Regions from separate parts of the Gossypium hirsutum genome. Here region 2 is linked to region 1. Evidence: chromatin contacts called from public Hi-C data. All regions are on one chromosome and are shown on one strand. The core of a region is the stretch at or near the end of the contact, and the rest is flanking DNA. Distances in the headings are between cores, read along the strand shown.

Evidence for each region. A called contact is a pair of places that touch in the nucleus more often than the background predicts.
Region 2: a Hi-C map of leaf shows a contact between it and region 1, with 1.9 times the contacts expected there. The contact joins the promoter of LOC107955252 here to the promoter of LOC107955249 in region 1. A contact is called at or near these places in 3 of 34 Hi-C or Micro-C datasets (hypocotyl and leaf).

What each region holds. Positions count from the first base shown.
Region 1 is chrA07:45,958,938-45,963,490 of Gossypium_hirsutum_v2.1, forward strand. It overlaps LOC107955249 (protein WHAT'S THIS FACTOR 1 homolog, chloroplastic), which reads left to right and starts at 2,320. Exons shown (of 1, transcript XM_016890990.2): 1 at 2,320-4,285. The coding sequence starts at 2,558. The coding sequence ends at 3,805.
Region 2 is chrA07:46,094,642-46,099,194 of Gossypium_hirsutum_v2.1, forward strand. It overlaps LOC107955252 (E3 ubiquitin-protein ligase RNF4), which reads left to right and starts at 2,409. Exons shown (of 6, transcript XR_001699871.2): 1 at 2,409-2,634; 2 at 3,347-3,631; 3 at 3,750-3,804.

The sequences.
Region 1 (4,553 bases), core at 1,070-3,569:
TTTCATCAACCATGTAATGCCAATGAGAGGATATCAGTTACTCATGTTTTGGACTATGAATTTCACTGTTGTGAATGACACTACATACTACAAAAGTTGTACAGCCAACGCATCAGCTTTCGGTTCCTTATCTATTTGAACTCAAGTCACCATCCACTTAGGATTTAAGTATGCCACACTATGAACGTTATAAGTGAATAAATCCATAAATGAATTTAGGATCTATTCTGTTTAGGTCCTATCCGATGTACTGTCAGTCCAGTCAGTCACATATATGTCTATATCTTCTAAGAGTCATTCGCTCCAGTGCCCAAGACAAAACATTTCCCTAATTGGACTTGATAGAAGATATATTAGTCTTTTAATCAGTTAGATCATTTTTTTATTAGACTAATGACATGTTTAGTTTTGTCTACTAATACAACCTATCTTTTCGTTTTATGATTTATCCATGTAGTACTGCTTAGCATTAATTAAACATTAGACTACCAATAAGCAACATTTATTGCCATTTTACTCTGCGTGAAAAAGCCATTTGAGGATAATAATACAAAGTATATTAATCGTAATAAATGGATTTGTTTTATTAACCAATTTGTTTGAAAAATTATAAGTGTATATTGACGAAAATACTGCATTTAGGGCACCAGATCTAATAGCTTCACCATCATCAGGTGAGTGTCCAAGTAAGTCGTAGTAGAGTGTCGCATGTTCAAACACTTTGCTTGAATTGATGACCGCATCACTGTCAACGGGGAGCTCTAGTTGCAGTGCGACATCTTCTAGTGTGATGGTGCATTCTCTACACGAAAAATAAAATGTGTGCATCTCTAAGCGCTGATGCGGAGATTATGTTTGCCCTCAACTCAAACATCCGGATCAATATCGTTGGTCGAAATCCGACAACATTTACGTAGGGCATAATCGTTCATCCGACCAGTAGCTCGAACCATGGACATGCACCCTCAGCATGCGATACTCACCCTAACCATATTAAATTAGTACATTAGTTAAAATCTTCCAATTAAATAAAAAAATTACGTGCAACTTTACATATATACTCGTGAATAAAAAATAACACATTTTTTTATCGGCACATCAATCATCTTTACTGTGTGATTGTTCTCTTATCAAAGAACCCATTTTGATATCTACAGAAACAATAAAAAATTAAATCGTCGACCAAACAAATAAACAATATACAAATAACAAAAACTATTTTTTTCCTAACCCATTTTTGTAATTAAATTTTTATATGCAATTTTTAAATACAAATTATATCTTAATATAAAAATATAAAAATTAATATTACAATATAAAAAATATATACACTAGTCAAACCAATCTTAATATTAATTTTAACACAAATCTAATCATTCAAACAAAAATATAATGTTGAATGTTATATCTTAAAATATACAAATTATAATTAAAAAAAAAACACTACCAAAATTACCTTAATGTTACTTTTAACACAAATATAATAAGTCAAACAAAAATATAATGTTGAATGTTATATCTTAAAATATACAAATTAGTATTACAATATAAAAAAACATACACTACCAAAACTATCTTAATATTACTTTTAACACAATTCTAATAATTCAAACAAAATTATATAATATTACCTTAATAATAATAATAATCTAATCTAATATTATTTTAATAATCCTTTAACATAAATCTAATCTAAAATATAAACAATAATTCTTTTTGCAAATTTAATATTACAAAAAATAGTTAACACACCTTAATAATCCTTAATTTTTTCTCCTCAAACCTCCAACAAACACTCAAATTTTTTTGTCTAACCCTCCCTTTTTTTTTTACCACGTGTGGTTGTTGCGGGGGACCAAACCCCCCCTTTTGTACTAAAAATTTAAACATAAAATAAGTTTAAAATTCAATAATAACAACAGATAAAAAAAAAGGAGAAAGGGAAATTAAGCAGAAATCGTGATTGATCGGTTACCTTTTTTACTTAATTTCCACATTTTCAGCTTTTTTTCTTATTTTTCCTTTTCTTTAATTTATCTATTCTAAAAATTTCAACTAATACTCCCTACCATTAAAAAATATTTTCTTAATTTGATATTCATAAAAAATATGGCAATATATACTGGTTCCGTCGATTGCTCAAACAATACTAAAAAAAATATATTTTCTTAGGGTAATGTCACTGATTGCTAAAATGCCACCAGTGAAACACAATCTGTTTTGCCTATTTTTTAAATAATTTTTCTATCCTATTTCAGAAAAAAAATTATTATTTTTATATTATTAGGGTAAGAAAGCGTATTTTCTTTATCCATTTCAGAGTAGTCCATCTGGTCCTATTGGGCTTGCCTCTTGTTAACTGTTTTCATTACTTCACCCACTAAACCCTAAATTCTACTATTCACAAATTCTGCTTTGCACCCAACTTCCTACTGAGAATTCCAAGAGTCATTTCAATGTTTTAGTCTGATCAATTGCTTTGGGGTTTCCTTTCTCCCTCGATGATTATTCCAGGTATTCTCTTCAAATCCCAAACCAGTTTTCCTTCCATTTTCAAATGATTATTCCAGGTATTCTCTTCAAATCCCAAACCAGTTTTCCTTCCATTTTCAACCTTAAGCATAACTTCAAATCTTTCTTAAACCCTAAGTTCACCCTCCAATTTAACCCCATTTCAAGCCTCAAAGTTGTTTGGAGAAAAGATTGGACATTAGATAAAGCAATTGAAAACGATAAACGATACAAGCTCTGTGCCCGGGTCGTCAAGGAAGTCCTAAACGAACCGGGTCAAGCCATCCCACTCCGCTACTTAGACAAAAGCCGGGAGAGGTTACGCCTTAATGTCAGAGTTAAAACCTTCATTAACAATAACCCGGGTCTTTTCGATACATACTATGATCGGATTAGACCAAAATCCGATCTTGTCCCGTTTTTGCGGCCTAGTAATAGGCTGAGGAATTTCCTAGAAGAAGAAAAACGGATTTATGATGAAAATGAGGACTTGGTTGTTTCTAAGCTTTGTAAGTTGTTGATGATGTCTAGATATAAGGTGATTAGTGTGGATAAATTGGTTCATGCGAAGAGGGAATTTGGTTTGCCAAATGATTTTTTGGTTAACTTAGTGCCCAAGTATTCGAATTACTTTAGGTTAACAGGGTCCCCTGGAGAGGGGCAATCGTTTCTGGAATTGGTTGAGTGGAATCCTGAGTTCGCTAAATCTGTTATCGAGCAAAGAGCAGAAGAGGAATCCCACTTAACAGGGATTCGAGTTAGGCCGAATTTTAACTATAAGTTACCACCGGGGTTTTCTCTTAGGAAAGAAATGAGAGAATGGGTTAGGGATTGGTTGGAGTTAGATTATATTTCTCCATATGAGGATGTGTCACATTTGGACCAAGCCTCACGAGAAATGGAGAAGAGGATGGTGGCAGTTTTGCATGAGCTGCTTTCCCTGTCATTGTTGAAGCGGGTTCCGGTGCCGATATTGGGGAAGTTTACCAATGACTACAGGTTTTCGAATGCTTTTTCTAGTGCATTCACGAGGCATTCAGGGATATTCTATATGTCACTAAAAGGTGGGATCAAGACTGCAGTGCTGAGAGAGGCATATAAGGGTGATGAGTTGATTGATAAAGATCCGTTACTTGGTATAAAGGATAAGTTTGTTGAGTTGCTGGAGGAAGGATGGAGGGAGAGAGCCAAGATGTTGAGGGTGCGAAGAGAACAAGTTAAGAAGGATATGGAAATGATGGCAGCAAAGAATGGGGAATTGAGTGAACAAAGTTGTGAAGAGGCAGAGCTCTGAGTTTGAACAGATAAAAGTTTGACTTGGATTTTGAGTTATTGATGATGCTGAGCTCTATATTTGGTTTTGAGAGGATTTCACTTATCTAATATAACACAGTGGTTTAGAGAGGAACTACAATGCAGGCACCTTACACTTTTGTCCGGGATATCTTCAGATTGTTGCTTGACTTTTTCGAGAACAAGGAGCATGAATTGGTTTTCTTATCCAAAGTATTGGGTATTTGGTACTCTTCATGTCTGTTTGGTAAAGCTGTTTCACTAGTTAGAATCCATGCTTTGTAGCTTTCTTTGAGAAGTTAGTCCCCATTCTAGCTTTCAACGTTTTTTTATGGATTAGCACTTTTACTGTACTTGTTGCAACTTCCTTCTTCTTTGTGCGGCCATGAAAAGATCTTGGAAAGGGTCCTTTGAAAGGGAAAACCGAATTCTTGTATAATGAATTTCTTAGAAACCGAGCATCAAACTTTTTTTGGTTGAAGTTGCATGAGAAAATCACACCTATTTCGGCATGTTGTATTTATGAGTTTGGTCATGATTTGCATCAGGTGGCTGCTACCCGTGTCTCTTTTGAGTTCTTGATGACTCAATTTCCACAGGTTCCTCTATGACTTTGTTTCTCGAGTTTGCGGGAACTCAGTTTTGGTTGAGTGTCCATTGTATTTATTGATTCAGATCGGAGATGTGTCCACCGTCACAGTAGTAAAGATTTTCATAGAGACAGGGGCGTAGCCAGGGGGGGCTGGCAT
Region 2 (4,553 bases), core at 1,159-3,658, 140 kb after region 1:
TAAGTCAAAAATGAATATTTGTGAACAATGTGGATATCATTTGAAAATGAGTAGTTCAGATGGAATCAAAGTTTTTATTGATCCAGACACTTGGGGTCCTATGGATGAAGACATGATCTCTCTGAATCCCATTGAATTTCAGTCTGGAGAAGAGCTTTATAAAGATCGTATTGATTTTTATCAAAGAAATATAGGATTAACTAGGCTATTTAAACAAACACAGGTCAATTAAACGGTATTCCTATAGCAATCGGGGTTATGGATTTCCAGTTTATTGGGGGGAGTATGGGATCCGTAGTAGGCAAGAAAATCATCCGTTTGATCAAACATGCTACCAATAATTTTTACTTCTTATTCTAGTGTGTGCTTCTGGAGGAGCACGCTTGCAAGAAAGAAGTTTGAGCATGATGCAAATGGCTAAAATATCTCCCACTTTATATGATTATCGATCAAATAAAAAGTTATTTTATGTATCAATTCTTACATCTCCCACTACCGATGGAGTGACCGCGAGTTTTGGTATGTTGGAGGATATCATTATTGTTGAATCCAATGCCTATACTGCATTTGTGGGTAAAAAAGTAATTGAGCAAACATTGAATAAAACAATATTGGAAGGTTCACAGTCGGCTGAATATTTATTCCATAAGGGTTTATTCGATTCAATCGTACCATGTAATCCTTTAAAAGGTATTCTGAGTGAGCTAGACTCTTAAGTGAAAATTTTTTTATTTGTAGAGAAAAGGTAGTTAGTTAGTTTATCAGAATCAAAGTCAAAACCTGTGTAATGGGCTTTGACTTTGTGACAAAAAAAGGAATTGTCGAAAAACAAATTATGTGAAAAATTATTTTTATCTGATATTACTATTGAATAAACCTCTATCAACAAGATAAAAAGTGAATTTTTTTCTTCTGTGAAATGAAATTCGAATTTGGAGAGACAAATAAAATGAAATTTATCTTCCTCCATTGCATATGTATATATAATTTAAATAGAGAAAAAATAGAATAGAAATATAGAGTTTTGCATCTTTCTATATCTCTCGAAAATTCTATTTTTACTAATAATTCCTATTCTTGGATTAGATTCTAACGAATTGAATCTTTCAACAATTTGTAATAGACTATTTCTTTATTAAATTAAAAAATTCAAATTAAAAGACAAGAACAATAGAATAATAAGAAAAGTAAGAATAAAATAAGATAATAAAAAAATACAAATGTGAATGGAAAAAAGAATCTAACTCGAAACTCAAAAACAAAACCACTAACATTTAACTATTTAGCTAGAAGCTAATTATATAAAAAAAGTAATTTAACTTAAAGGAAAACGCATCCAGTGCGGGGCGCTTTTACACTTTCTCTAAAAACGATTTATTTCCCTAAATTTTCAAAAAATCTATCTATTTAATCAATTTACTTTTTTTTGGCACATTTGACCTATTTAGCCTAAATTTTTATTTTTATTTATAAAAATATAAAAAACAAAAAACACTTACAAAATCATATATCTTACTTTGCAAATAAGAGAATTTTTGATAATTGTTTACAAATAGTATAGATATAAAAAGGTCTAAATGATCTTCCTTCTATTAACACATACGGGGCACATCATCTTATTCTCAAATTTTTTTATTAATTAATTCAAATAATTAATATTGTTAATTTTTTTATTAAAATATTACGTTGTTATATATAATTTTAATGTCTTAAAACTCTTAGAGATTGATAGAGTGGCTTCACATTTCTTTTGAGTTTGTCTTTGTTTTCTTTTTTCCATTATAAGATAATAGTCTCTATATTATACTGAAATGTGAGATTTAATATATACATGCTTTAATTTTTTATACAATTTGATTCCTCTATTTTATAATATCATTAGTTAGGCTAAACAATTAATAATGTTAATTATGTCAATCAAATGTTGATGTCAATTTTTCTTATGAACACAACAACAACAACAAAAAATATTTTATCATGATAAGTTCAAATGAGTAATTTTAAGGAAAAAAAATTTTAATTAGTATTTTCAACATTATAATTATTATTACATAATTATCAAGTAAATATATATTTTAAATTTTAAAATTTTACTCTAATAAATTTAATAAAAAAATTAATAATGATAATAACTAAATTAAATTTTTAAATTCAAAAAATATAAAAATTAAATTCCTAAAAATTAAAATAAGAATTAAATTACAAATGTATAAAAAATATAAAATTTTTAAAATTTTTATTCCATAGTTTCACATAAACATTAAGCCACTTGCTAAGAATGAGAATCTAGGATGAATCTAACTTTTAAAAATGAACAAAGATTTTTAAAATAGCCACGTGGTGCATATGTGAGTCACCACGTGACAGGTATTAGAATCAGAGAGATCAAGCCACGTGGAAACCAAGATTTCCTGGTTTGTGACTAGCAGTTCCTTTCCATTCCCTCGCACTAAAATCTTTTGCCTGTTTAAAAACCCTAAATTCACAAGATTTTCGTAAGGTTTTCCACCTTCCCTCATCTCCCTCCCTTCCTTCCTTCCAATTCTTAATTTTCTTTTTCCTTCCAATTCTTCTTCTTTTTTTTTTCTTTTGGGAATAATTCGAAAATTGATTCCATTTTTCCATGATTTCAAGGTATTTTTTTAATCTCTCATACTTTCTCTTGTTAATTTCTTTTATTTTTTTTTCAATTCGTTTTAATCAATGCGGTGATCTGGTTGATGTTCAATTGCTGAGATTTGAGATATTTTTATTATTTCTTTTCTAATCTTGATTGTTCTTAAATTAAATTTGATTAAATTTTTTAAAGTTCATTTTATATTTGATTATCAGTTTGTTATAATTGATTGGTTGCGGGTTTTTATCTGCCGATCGGTTCTAGTTCGAATGTTGACTAATTTAAAAAAAATGATTTTATGTCGAGTGGTTGTTCATTATCCCGTACTTCTTTAAAATAAATTAATTTAATCAACAATATCAAGCTGGAAATATGGAAATCAGTTGTTCACTCATATGGTGCTGTTTGGATCATTAAGGAAGCAAGCTTGAGAAAGAAAAAAAAAGATATCTTTTTTGCTAAAATATTATTCAAATTACTATTTGCATATTACTCTTTCATTTTTTTCAAATTAAGAATTTAGAAGAATTAAGTGTCTGTCTGCTCATTTTCTGGATCTTTTTGAGTTCTAAATCATGAGTTTTTTTTTTGTTACTGTCGAGATTGAACCAAGTATTTGTGAGTTTCTTATACTTTTCAAGTGTTACTTTTCTCGTGCTTCAATCGGGTGAAAGAATTTATTGGTTTTAGTGAAAACTTGATGTGGAAGTTCAAGGTGATTGTTTTTAGGTATTGTTGAGGCTGCATATTTGAATAGCACTTAGGAAAAATATTAAGCCGAACATGAGCACAATAGAAGTGAGGGGGCCTTCTCTTAGAGGGTATCGACGAAGGAAGGCACTCCTGGATCTCAATGTTCCTCCCACTGAAATCAGGGAACAGGAGGGTACTTCGCAGCAGGCTGGATCTGAGCAACTGACTGCTCAACCCGTACAGCCTCCACCACCTGCAACTATTGATGTTGAAGCTATTGATGATGATGTAATTGAATCTTCTGCTATAGCATTCGCAGCGGTATGCAGTTCTTGTTCAATAGTATTTTGTTTTCACATTAACTGTACATTAAACTTGTCTTTATGGATTCATTTGCATTATGTCGACTGTTATTAATTTTCTTGGGGTTTTATGTCAGGCTAAAAACAATTCTAGGAGAAGCCGTGGAAGGACTGTTGTTGACGTAGATTCAGGTAGCTAAATTTATTAGGGAAGGGTGTGTCTAATATTTTCTTTTTCATCATCTGCTACCTGCATTGCCGTAAGCATGTTGCATAAAAGAACCTTGTTCTATATATCTGCTCGACATCAAAAGATTCCTTTTTAGTTATATTATTGACGCCCATAATGATTTGATTTCTGACATGATTTAGGTGATTAATTATTTTTATGAGTTAGAGGGTCCTTAGGGAAACTGAAGACTACCCTTTAACTTGTTGATCATAAGGGATTTTCGTGTGTTTTTTTTGGGTGATAAAATACCAAATAATAATAATAATAATAATAAAAGATTAATGGGAATACGGAAGGAACCTGGATGTATTCTATTCAGAAATGACAATTACAAGCAAAGCAATCACAATCTATTAACCAAACATGTCTTTAATCCAAGTGGAAATCTAGTTGACATCATGTGCCTCATAACTCAATAGAAGAAACTGATCAATTTTTTCTTTATATACTTCTGAGAATTGTATTAAAACTTTGTTTCGTATGTCCTCGAGTTCTCAGAACATATTTTTGGTGTGATTGCTTTAGATTTAGAACTATATTCTACTAATTTTTGATAACTTTATAGTCTATATTAGTTTGTTAAGGGGATTATAGAATATACACGTGTCTCTGAGCTGTTTGCCCTTAATCGGGGCCTGTGAAGTGGGTTGTACTGTTTACTGATGGCTCAAGCACTAGAATAAAACAAACCTTTTCCTCAAGTGAGGTA